2 separate regions of the Mus musculus genome follow, and region 1 is linked to region 2. Evidence: chromatin contacts called from public HiChIP or PLAC-seq data. All regions are on one chromosome and are shown on one strand. The core of a region is the stretch at or near the end of the contact, and the rest is flanking DNA. Distances in the headings are between cores, read along the strand shown. Region 1 holds the start of Il13ra1 (interleukin 13 receptor, alpha 1). Region 2 overlaps Dock11 (dedicator of cytokinesis 11).

Region 1 (4,467 bases), core at 398-2,897, 79 kb after region 2:
CAATGGGCCTCTCTTTCCACTGATGGCCCACTAGGCCATCTTTTGATACATATGCAGCTAGAGACAAGAGCTCCGGGGTACTGGTTAGTTCATAATGTTGTTCCACCTATGGGGTTGCAGATCCCTTTAGCTCCTTGGGTATTTTCTCTAGCTCCTTCATTGGGAGCCGTGTGACCCATCCAATAGCTGACTGTGAGCATCCACTTCTGTGTTTGCTAGGCCCTGGCATAGTCTCACAAGAGACAGCTATATCAGGGTCCTTTCAGCAAAATCTTGCTAGTGTATTATTATTGTGATTTTTATAAAAAGAAAATGGAGATAGGTTAGCCAGAGTCAGAGAAAGAGATGTATTTTGACCATGGAAACAGAGGATTTAGTGGTACAGCAACAAACCAAGGAATGTGGGCAGTGTCTCACAGCTGGAAAAGTTCAAGCAAGGGCTTATGTTCTAGAATCTCCATGACAAAAAGTAGCTCTCCCTACACTTGGGTTTCGCCTAATGAGACTTCTGATATCCAGAAATGTATTAGAATGGAGCTTTTTAAGTCACCCAGATTGGGGCGATTTCCACAGCAGCAGTACAAAACCCCCAAAGCTGCTCAGTTCCTCTCCTTTCCTAATCTCAGAAATGCTCATCAGCACCCAGCTTCATGGCTCCAAGGTGCAGCCTTTCAACATCTTCGATACCTTCTCCTTACATAGTCTTCACAGTTTTTCATTATGCTTATGTAGGTGTGCATGCATGTGCACACACATGCCATGGTGCCCACGTGGAGGTCAGAGGGCAACTTGCAGGGCTCAGTTTTCTTCTTCCTCCATCTTTACTCACTAAGCTTTACAACCTCTCAATCTCTGCCCTCTCCCCCCTCCCGCCCTCCCCCCCCCACCTCTCCTGTAATTGGTGACAATCCTACTTCAGTCCCAGAATTGTTAAGCACTTGTTTAATCTAGGCCACAGTGCTCAGGCATGAAACACCATACCTGTCCATAGTATGTACCTCGAAACCTAAAACTATATTAAGCTGAGTGTGTGTTTTAACAACACAGGTACACAGGATAGTGACACTATCCCTTGTTTCGGGAATGTCACTTTAAAAACCCAATTCAATTATTACCAGCTTTCAAATATACCGTTGTCCCTTCCACAAAGCAGGGTGCCACTAAAGTCCCCAATCTACACTTCCAAGTCCATCCAGAGAAATAAAGAAGGTTGGTATTACTATTCTAGGAGTCAGAACTTCGGAAACAAAGGGCTCAGAGACCTAAGGCTAGATGCCAGGTTTCCAGATTCCCAGGCCAAGGTTCTTTTCCTACATGACCCTGCCCTAGTGTGTAGCAGGGTGCAGCCTTTGGCACTCGGGACAACCACACATCCTGATCAAAGTGGGAGTGAGAAGAGGCCAGTCTTTGGAGCCCTGCCACAAAGCTCCAGGGGAAGTCGCCTTGGGTCTTCCAAAGGACTCCCAGGTAGCTGTGACAGGTGGTGGCGCGGAGGGAGGCCAGGTGTCACTCGGTGGGAGTCTCAGAGCCGCCGGCCCCGCCCAATCCCTTCCACTGCCTGCGCCCAGACGCCCCCGCGCGCTCGGGTTACCTGCGGCCGTGGGCGGGGCGGCCCTTCCCGTCTGCGCCGGCTCTGGCCTCCAGCGCGCGGCGGCCGGGAAGTGGGAGCAAGAACAGAGGAGGCGGAGACTGCCGCGGCTCCAGCCGGGCCACGCTCCGAGGCGAGGGGCTGCATGGCGCGGCCAGCGCTGCTGGGCGAGCTGTTGGTGCTGCTACTGTGGACCGCCACCGTGGGCCAAGTTGCCGCGGCCACAGGTGAGTGTGGTCCCCGGCTGGTGACAGCCACCAGGGGGTTGGGGGTGGTGGTGGTGTGTGAGAAGGACGAGGCTTGGCAGGGACTTGGGCCGGCGGGGCGCCAGGAGTTCGATCGCCTTGGTCAGGGTGCGCGCACTGAGGTGGTCGGCCCTTCGATGTCCCGTGCTAAGTCGCCAGCCTTTGCCTTTCATGCTGAGTCTCCGTGATCCTGTTGGATTTGAGGGACCTGGGTGCGGGGGGGATTTCCCAGGCTCTGTGGCAGGGAGAGGGGGAGCCAGACCCGGCGACTGGCCATCTCACTTCCCTTGAGCACTAGGGAAGAGCCAAGAAGGCTGGCGTCTAGAGGAAGGGGACTGAAGGGAACAGATTTTTGCTCAAATGACTCTTACAAAGTGGCTTTGCCTTTGAAGGGATGAGGAACCTTGGGATGGCGACTAAGTCCTGGTGAGCTGGAACTTCCTGAGGGCTCCTTGCCCTGAGCCTCTTAGATGCTCAGTTTGGAAGTGTGGCTTTTAGCAGTGGAAGTTAAAGGGAGTCTAAAGATGGATCTTAGTCCTAGTAGCAAAAGGACACAAGAGGTCAAGGCTTCCTCTGGCATTAAGAAATCTGCTGAGAACGCCTGTCCAGCATCCGGACAGACCTCTTCCAACTTTAATAAACAGTATTTCGTGGAAGATAATCTTAAATTTACAGAAAAGTTGTACATTGTTTAGGAAGTTGCACCATTGCCTTAATGTTTGTGAACAATTTTTAACTAATGAACTTGGCAGTTGCTGTGAAAATCGAAGGTGAATGATTTCCTCATGGACTAGGCTTGGCAAGCGTGGCAATCGGGGCCTTTTAAAATAGGTTTTATTCTCTCTCTCTCTCTCTCTCTCTCTCTCTCTCCAACACACACACACACACACACACACACACACACACAGAGTTGCTAACGAATGTTTACCAAGTGTGCTGTGTTTTGAAACGAAAGCTGAAATGTTAATTAGGAAATCCCCATGCTCTGTCAACAAAATATATGTAGTATCTATGACAGGCGGTGTTTCTAGGGGCTGAGGATGTAATAGTGAGAAAAATGGACCAAGTCCTGGAGTCACGAAGCTAGTTACATGTACTCTTGGCAAAGGGTGTGTGTTTCTGTGTTAAGGTAAGATATGTCACATACCACTAAAGTGCTATGGAGAGAAACAAGATGAGAGTAGGGAGTTACAGCTGTAAATGGCACGGAGTGGAGTGGAAAGACTTTACTGAAAAATTAGTGTTGAGTGACATCTGAGGGATGCTTAAGTTCAGCAGTTAATAATTGCCCTTTTTTTCCTGGGTTCCTGGAGAGGGTACCTAAGGGCTTCATGCAAGCTAGCTAAGTGCTCTAGGGCTGAGTCACACTGATAATTATTCAAGTGTTTGCCTTGTTTGTTTTGCTCTGAGCCAGGCTATGAAGGTTGACTTAGGACTTTATAGAGTATACAGAATAATCTTTGCCTATGAAGTGTGTCCAGTTCAGTTGACGATTCCAGGTTTTCATAGGTATAGGAAAACTGCAGTCCACAGACTTACCTAAGGTCACTGATCTTATTAATGTCCTGATTTTCACAGTGTCATTCCAACACACTCCCTCCTGCAGGGTCCTTCCCACACACACACCTGAAACAACAACGAACCCTCCAAATAAGATTGTCAAACCCAATTTATTTTTCCCGCTATGGTTTGTCGCTACCTTAGACTACAAAAATTATTTTCCCTATTAGACATATTGCATTTGTGCTATGGTGTAAAAACCATTTGCTATCTTTAATTACTCAGAGATTTAAGGTTTTATGGCTCTGACATTGGATGTGAGACTCAGAGTTAGTCATTATCCCCTCCCTATGTGATAATCTTTTCGTGGGTGAAATGAAGAGATTGTGCTCTATGGGTTTTAAGCAAAGGTTTTAATTGTAGTTTCTGTGTTTGGGTGTTGAGAGCTCCGTCTGAACATTTTAAGTGTTTCTCTAGTTTTGATCCTGCTGAGTATTTAAAAAGTATTAGGTTACTAAGTTGGCTCACTAGCTAAACTGTGGCATTAATAACAGCTAGAATGTCCATGTCTACTGTCTCTCCAGCAGTTTTCTAAGTGTTTTATGTCTTTTGAATTTAAAGTTGTATTTTCACAAGTCTTTGTGTCATGAAGCTAATATATACTGTGGGCAGAAGGTGTGTGCTTTTTTTGTGTTAAGTAAAATTTAGTTTGTCCAAATACACAGTCCAATAAAGTACTACAGAGAAAAAGAGGGTATGATAAGGGGGCTACAGTTTAGTTAGTAGTTTAGTCTATTTAGCTCAATAGCCCATGTTAGGGCATGGTTTAATCTTGGCATGCAGAAGAGCTAGGTAGATACCTCCCACTGTACTAGTATAGGAACTAGGTAGGATCCATGAAAGTATATGCAGATTAGTCATATACTAATATCTGGATCATGTACTCCAAACAATAGGCATTCAGAAGAGAGGAAACTGAAGGCTGGAAATTTCACAGAACAAAACAAACGAGATAGACCATTGGGAAGGATAGAATTTGGAAAAAAATGATTTTCTGTGTGCACGCATGTGTGTGTGTGTGTGTGTGTGTGTGTGTGTGTGGTGGGGGTAAAGCAGGAGAAACGATGAGGAAGT
Region 2 (3,902 bases), core at 299-2,798:
TCAACAAAAATCACATTTTAGTTTAAAAGAATCAAACAATGATGTATATTATTGGAACACTTCAGTTTTTGTTGTTACTGTATTTTTGTTTGTTTGTTTTTTGTTTTATTGGTGGGGGTTTGAAACAAGGTCTCACTATGTAGCCCTGGCTGTCCTGGAACTTACAATGAAAAACAAACTGGCCTTGAACTCACAGAGATCCACCTGCCTTTGCCTCCCAACTGCCAGGGTTAAAAGAATATACCATCACTGCCTGGCTTTACTTCAGTTATTGATTTAAAATTTTATTTTAGGGTACATGATGCCTGGCTATCCAAACACTTTGGAATAGATAGAAAATCACAAACTATGCCAGCTCTTCGAAACAGATCAGGGGTGATGCAAGCTCGGCTTCAACATCTCAGCAGCTTAGAAAGCTCATTCACACTTAATCACAGTAAGTAATCTTGGGTCAAGGGCATATCAAATAGCATGGTAATGCTATTTAATCTTTTTTTAAGAAAAATTCAATGTGTATATATGTGTGATATGTATACAGATATGAGCATTGTGTGGGTGCAAGTTTATGTGTATAGTGTGTCCGTCAAATTTTATTTTTAATTGTTTAAGATTTGTTTATTTTATTTAATATGTATTAATGTTTAGCCTGAATCTATGTATGTGTGCCATGTTTGCCTGGTACCTGTGAAGGCCAGAAGAGGGCACTTGATCCCCCAAAACTGGAGTTACAGATGAGTGCGAGTCATAATGTGGGTGCTGGGACTTAAATGCAGGTCCTCTGGAAGAGCAAAAAGTGCTCTTATTAGTGAGCCATCTCTTTAGCTCCACTAAATTTTAATACAATGTATTAACGTCATAATAAAATAGCATATAAAAATATTCAGTTAGAGTTATTATTGTTCATTTAGTGACTACTAACATATATGTTCTGTGCTAATTACGGAAATGAATCGACTCTAGCTGGACTTAGTAGTTCAGGCCTGTGATTCCAGCTACCAAGGGGGGTGAGGCAGAAAGTTCACAAGATCAAGGCCATCCTGAGCAAATTTGATCTTGTCTAATACAATAAAAAGCTTGTGTGTGTGTGTGTGTGTGTGTGTGTGTGTGTGTGTGTGTGTATACATACATACATACATACATACATACATACATACATACATACTGGGGACCTAGCCCACTACTAGAGCTTGCCTCTTGCCTAGTATGCATGAGACCTTATATTCAATCCCCAGTAGCATGAAATAGTAATAATGAGCTCTAAATACTAGTTGTTGGAGGTATATTTAAATGTGCTAAAGCATTGAGAAGGCACCTAGGATAAGAAGAAAAATCTTGCCTAACTGGGGCCGTTTGGGGACTAGATAAAGGGGAAGTACCCTCTGATAGCACATATTAATAATAATAAAAAAAAACTCAGAGGAAGAACACTTTCATTTTCATTCAGGAATCCAAAGGTCACAGGAAAAGAGGCCAAGAAAACTGGCTTTGTGAAGCCTAATTATAATAATAAATGTCCTGCATAGATAGGCCCTGAGCTAAAAGCCTGTAGATGCAATTTCTTTTTTATTGTTCCTTAATCTTTTTTTTACAGTCTAGTCGTTAACCCCCCTCCCTGTCTGCCCTCTGGTCATTCCTCCTCCATACTTCCTTTTCCTACCACCTGTCTCCAAGAGGATGTCTCTGCCACCCCACCTCCACCCCTCCAGACCTCCCCACTCCCTGGGGCCTCAAGTCTCTGAAGGGTTAGGTGTACCTTCTCTCACTAAGGCCAGACCAGGCAGCTTTCTGTTGTGTGTATGTCTGGGGCCTCATATCAGCTGGTGTATGCTGCCTGGTTGGTGGCTCAGTGAGGATGCAATTTTTTCAAGTTTCTGCTTGCTGTAAAAGTGCAACAAACCTGCTTCCATAGGCCCATAAGTAGCCTGGAATCCTGTCACTGGCAGAACTGAAGACATCTGACTGGAGGATGCTGAATTTGCATGGCTTTGTCAGGTTTTTTACCCATGCTGGCAACACAGCTGAAGATGCCTCCTACATGACTTCCTACTTCCATCGCCATAGCTCATTACTGAGATCACATCACCAAAGAAGGGTGCAGCTAAATACATGCTGCAGGGGGAAAAAAAGTGACCGGAAGGGATTAAGACAGACCGTGACTCTCGTAAGGTATCTTTGCAGTGAAGCTCATTAGGTCTGATGGTGTGAGATCCTTCTAAGAAGGCAAGACTGTCTCACTGTGGCTTTGGGAGGAAGTTATTTGGTGCTGATAACGTAAGTCTGGTTGGGCATGGTTTAATATGCTTCTCTGACCTTAGGTTCTGCAACAACGGAAGCAGACATTTTCCACCAGGCGCTTCTGGAAGGCAATACTGCTACTGAAGTATCTCTGACAGTACTAGACACGATCTCCTTTTTTACCCAGTGCTTCAAGGTAAAGATGACTTTGAAATCAATCGGTGACAATTGCAAGAAAGGAAAAAAAAAACTATAATAGCTAGCTAGTTTGAGGAACAATAGTTCGGTTTGAAATAACCTGGCAGGGGTGGTGAGAAAACACTGGTGACAAGTCAAGTTTGACTAGCTAACCTTGGGAAATCACTGAAACTCAGTCATCCATACAGTGAACTGTTCCTACTAAAATGTCCTTAATCCCCCTATGCCTCTTAAATTCTATTGTTTTACATTTGTCTTTAGATTCAGTTTTCTGCCAGGCATAGTGACATGTGCCTATAATGTCAGGACTTGGGCAACAGAAGCAGGAGGGGTGCCAAATTTGAGGGCACCTCATCTGTATAACAAATTCCCTGTCAGGGAAAGCTCTGTAGAAAAAGATAAGAGGTGGGGGGAGAAAGAAGTTGGGGAAGGAAAGAAGGGAGGGGGTGTTTTCTTTCATGTTTTTATTAAAATAACTACTACTTTTTACCTGAAATCATGAGAGAATCAGTTAGCCAAAATACCCATTATAACAAGGCATCTTGTAAGGACCATGTCCAGATTTTTCTCAGATTTTTTTTTCTCTCAACTCAAATCATCATTCCTTTGATTTGTAAAAGAAAGTCAGTTAGTGTGCATGCTTGGTGGAAGGGTAAAAGAAAACAGTAGATGTGAGAGTGCTTTGAAAGTGAAAACTATATGAGCATAATGTAAGGTATCATAAGTATTAGAACCCGAAAGTAGAAAACATGCCTCCTGTTTCTCTTCAATTACATATCATTTGGCATTCTTTGCGTTTCTGTTTGTTTGCTTGCTTGTTTGTTTTGCCTTTTCTCCTGTCTTATGTAATATAGTCAATAGCTGTAGGCTTCCAGATAGACTATGGAAACGTGCCCCATGCTTCTCAAAAACATTATATAAAGGAGAATCAAATAATATACTAATCAATTGTAGTAGGTGATCTTACAAAATATTAGGTCTGTTTTAATTAAAATAATACACACACACACACACACTCATCTATTTTTCATCATGTCAGTAGACAGGACATCTGAGTCTCATGACTAAACTTCCATTCCTCCCTTGCTTTTCTGATACTTTTTATTTAATAGATATTTGTGTATTTCTTGGTAAAACTCGAGTACTCTCTTAAGCATTTTATGAATATTATCTTACTATTTTTCGTGCTGGGGATTGAACCATGACCTCATGCATGCAAAGCACATATTGTGGTGCTGTGTTACCCTCCACTTTTCTTTGGAAGGATGGGGTAATAAAGGGAGGTAATGGCATAAGAGGACATGTGATCTTTATGAAGTTATGAAACCGCTCTGAAGTTGAATTGTGGTTATTCAGTACTGGTGCCAAACTAGTAACAGTAACTGAATTGGACTCTTAAAATTGATGACATTTTGGAAACACAAATTATATACCCATAAACTAAATACAAATAATGAATTAACTTTTAA

The links. HiChIP or PLAC-seq counts read pairs in DNA pulled down with a chosen protein or histone mark.
Region 1: an H3K4me3 HiChIP or PLAC-seq map of intestinal villus epithelium shows a contact between it and region 2, with 5 times the contacts expected there. The contact joins the promoter of Il13ra1 here to the enhancer-like site in region 2. A contact is called at or near these places in 3 of 484 Hi-C or Micro-C datasets (the AML12 cell line, the C2C12 cell line and myeloid progenitors), 1 of 115 datasets of contacts at active chromatin or transcription factors (intestinal villus epithelium) and 2 of 9 other capture datasets (liver and pancreatic islet).

The regions. Positions count from the first base shown.
Region 1 is chrX:36,110,461-36,114,927 of GRCm38.p6, forward strand. It overlaps Il13ra1 (interleukin 13 receptor, alpha 1), which reads left to right and starts at 1,648. Exons shown (of 11, transcript NM_133990.5): 1 at 1,648-1,815. The coding sequence starts at 1,734.
Region 2 is chrX:36,031,988-36,035,889 of GRCm38.p6, forward strand. Dock11 (dedicator of cytokinesis 11) reads left to right here. Exons shown (of 53, transcript NM_001009947.3): 38 at 294-436; 39 at 2,316-2,431. Among named protein-coding and RNA genes, the nearest start is that of Gm32904, 6.8 kb to the left of the region's middle. Within about 2 kb of position 1,549, at least 7 of the 459 cell types and tissues checked have an H3K27ac peak or open chromatin away from gene starts, as enhancers often do. A contact at or near this core is called in intestinal villus epithelium, where this site is marked.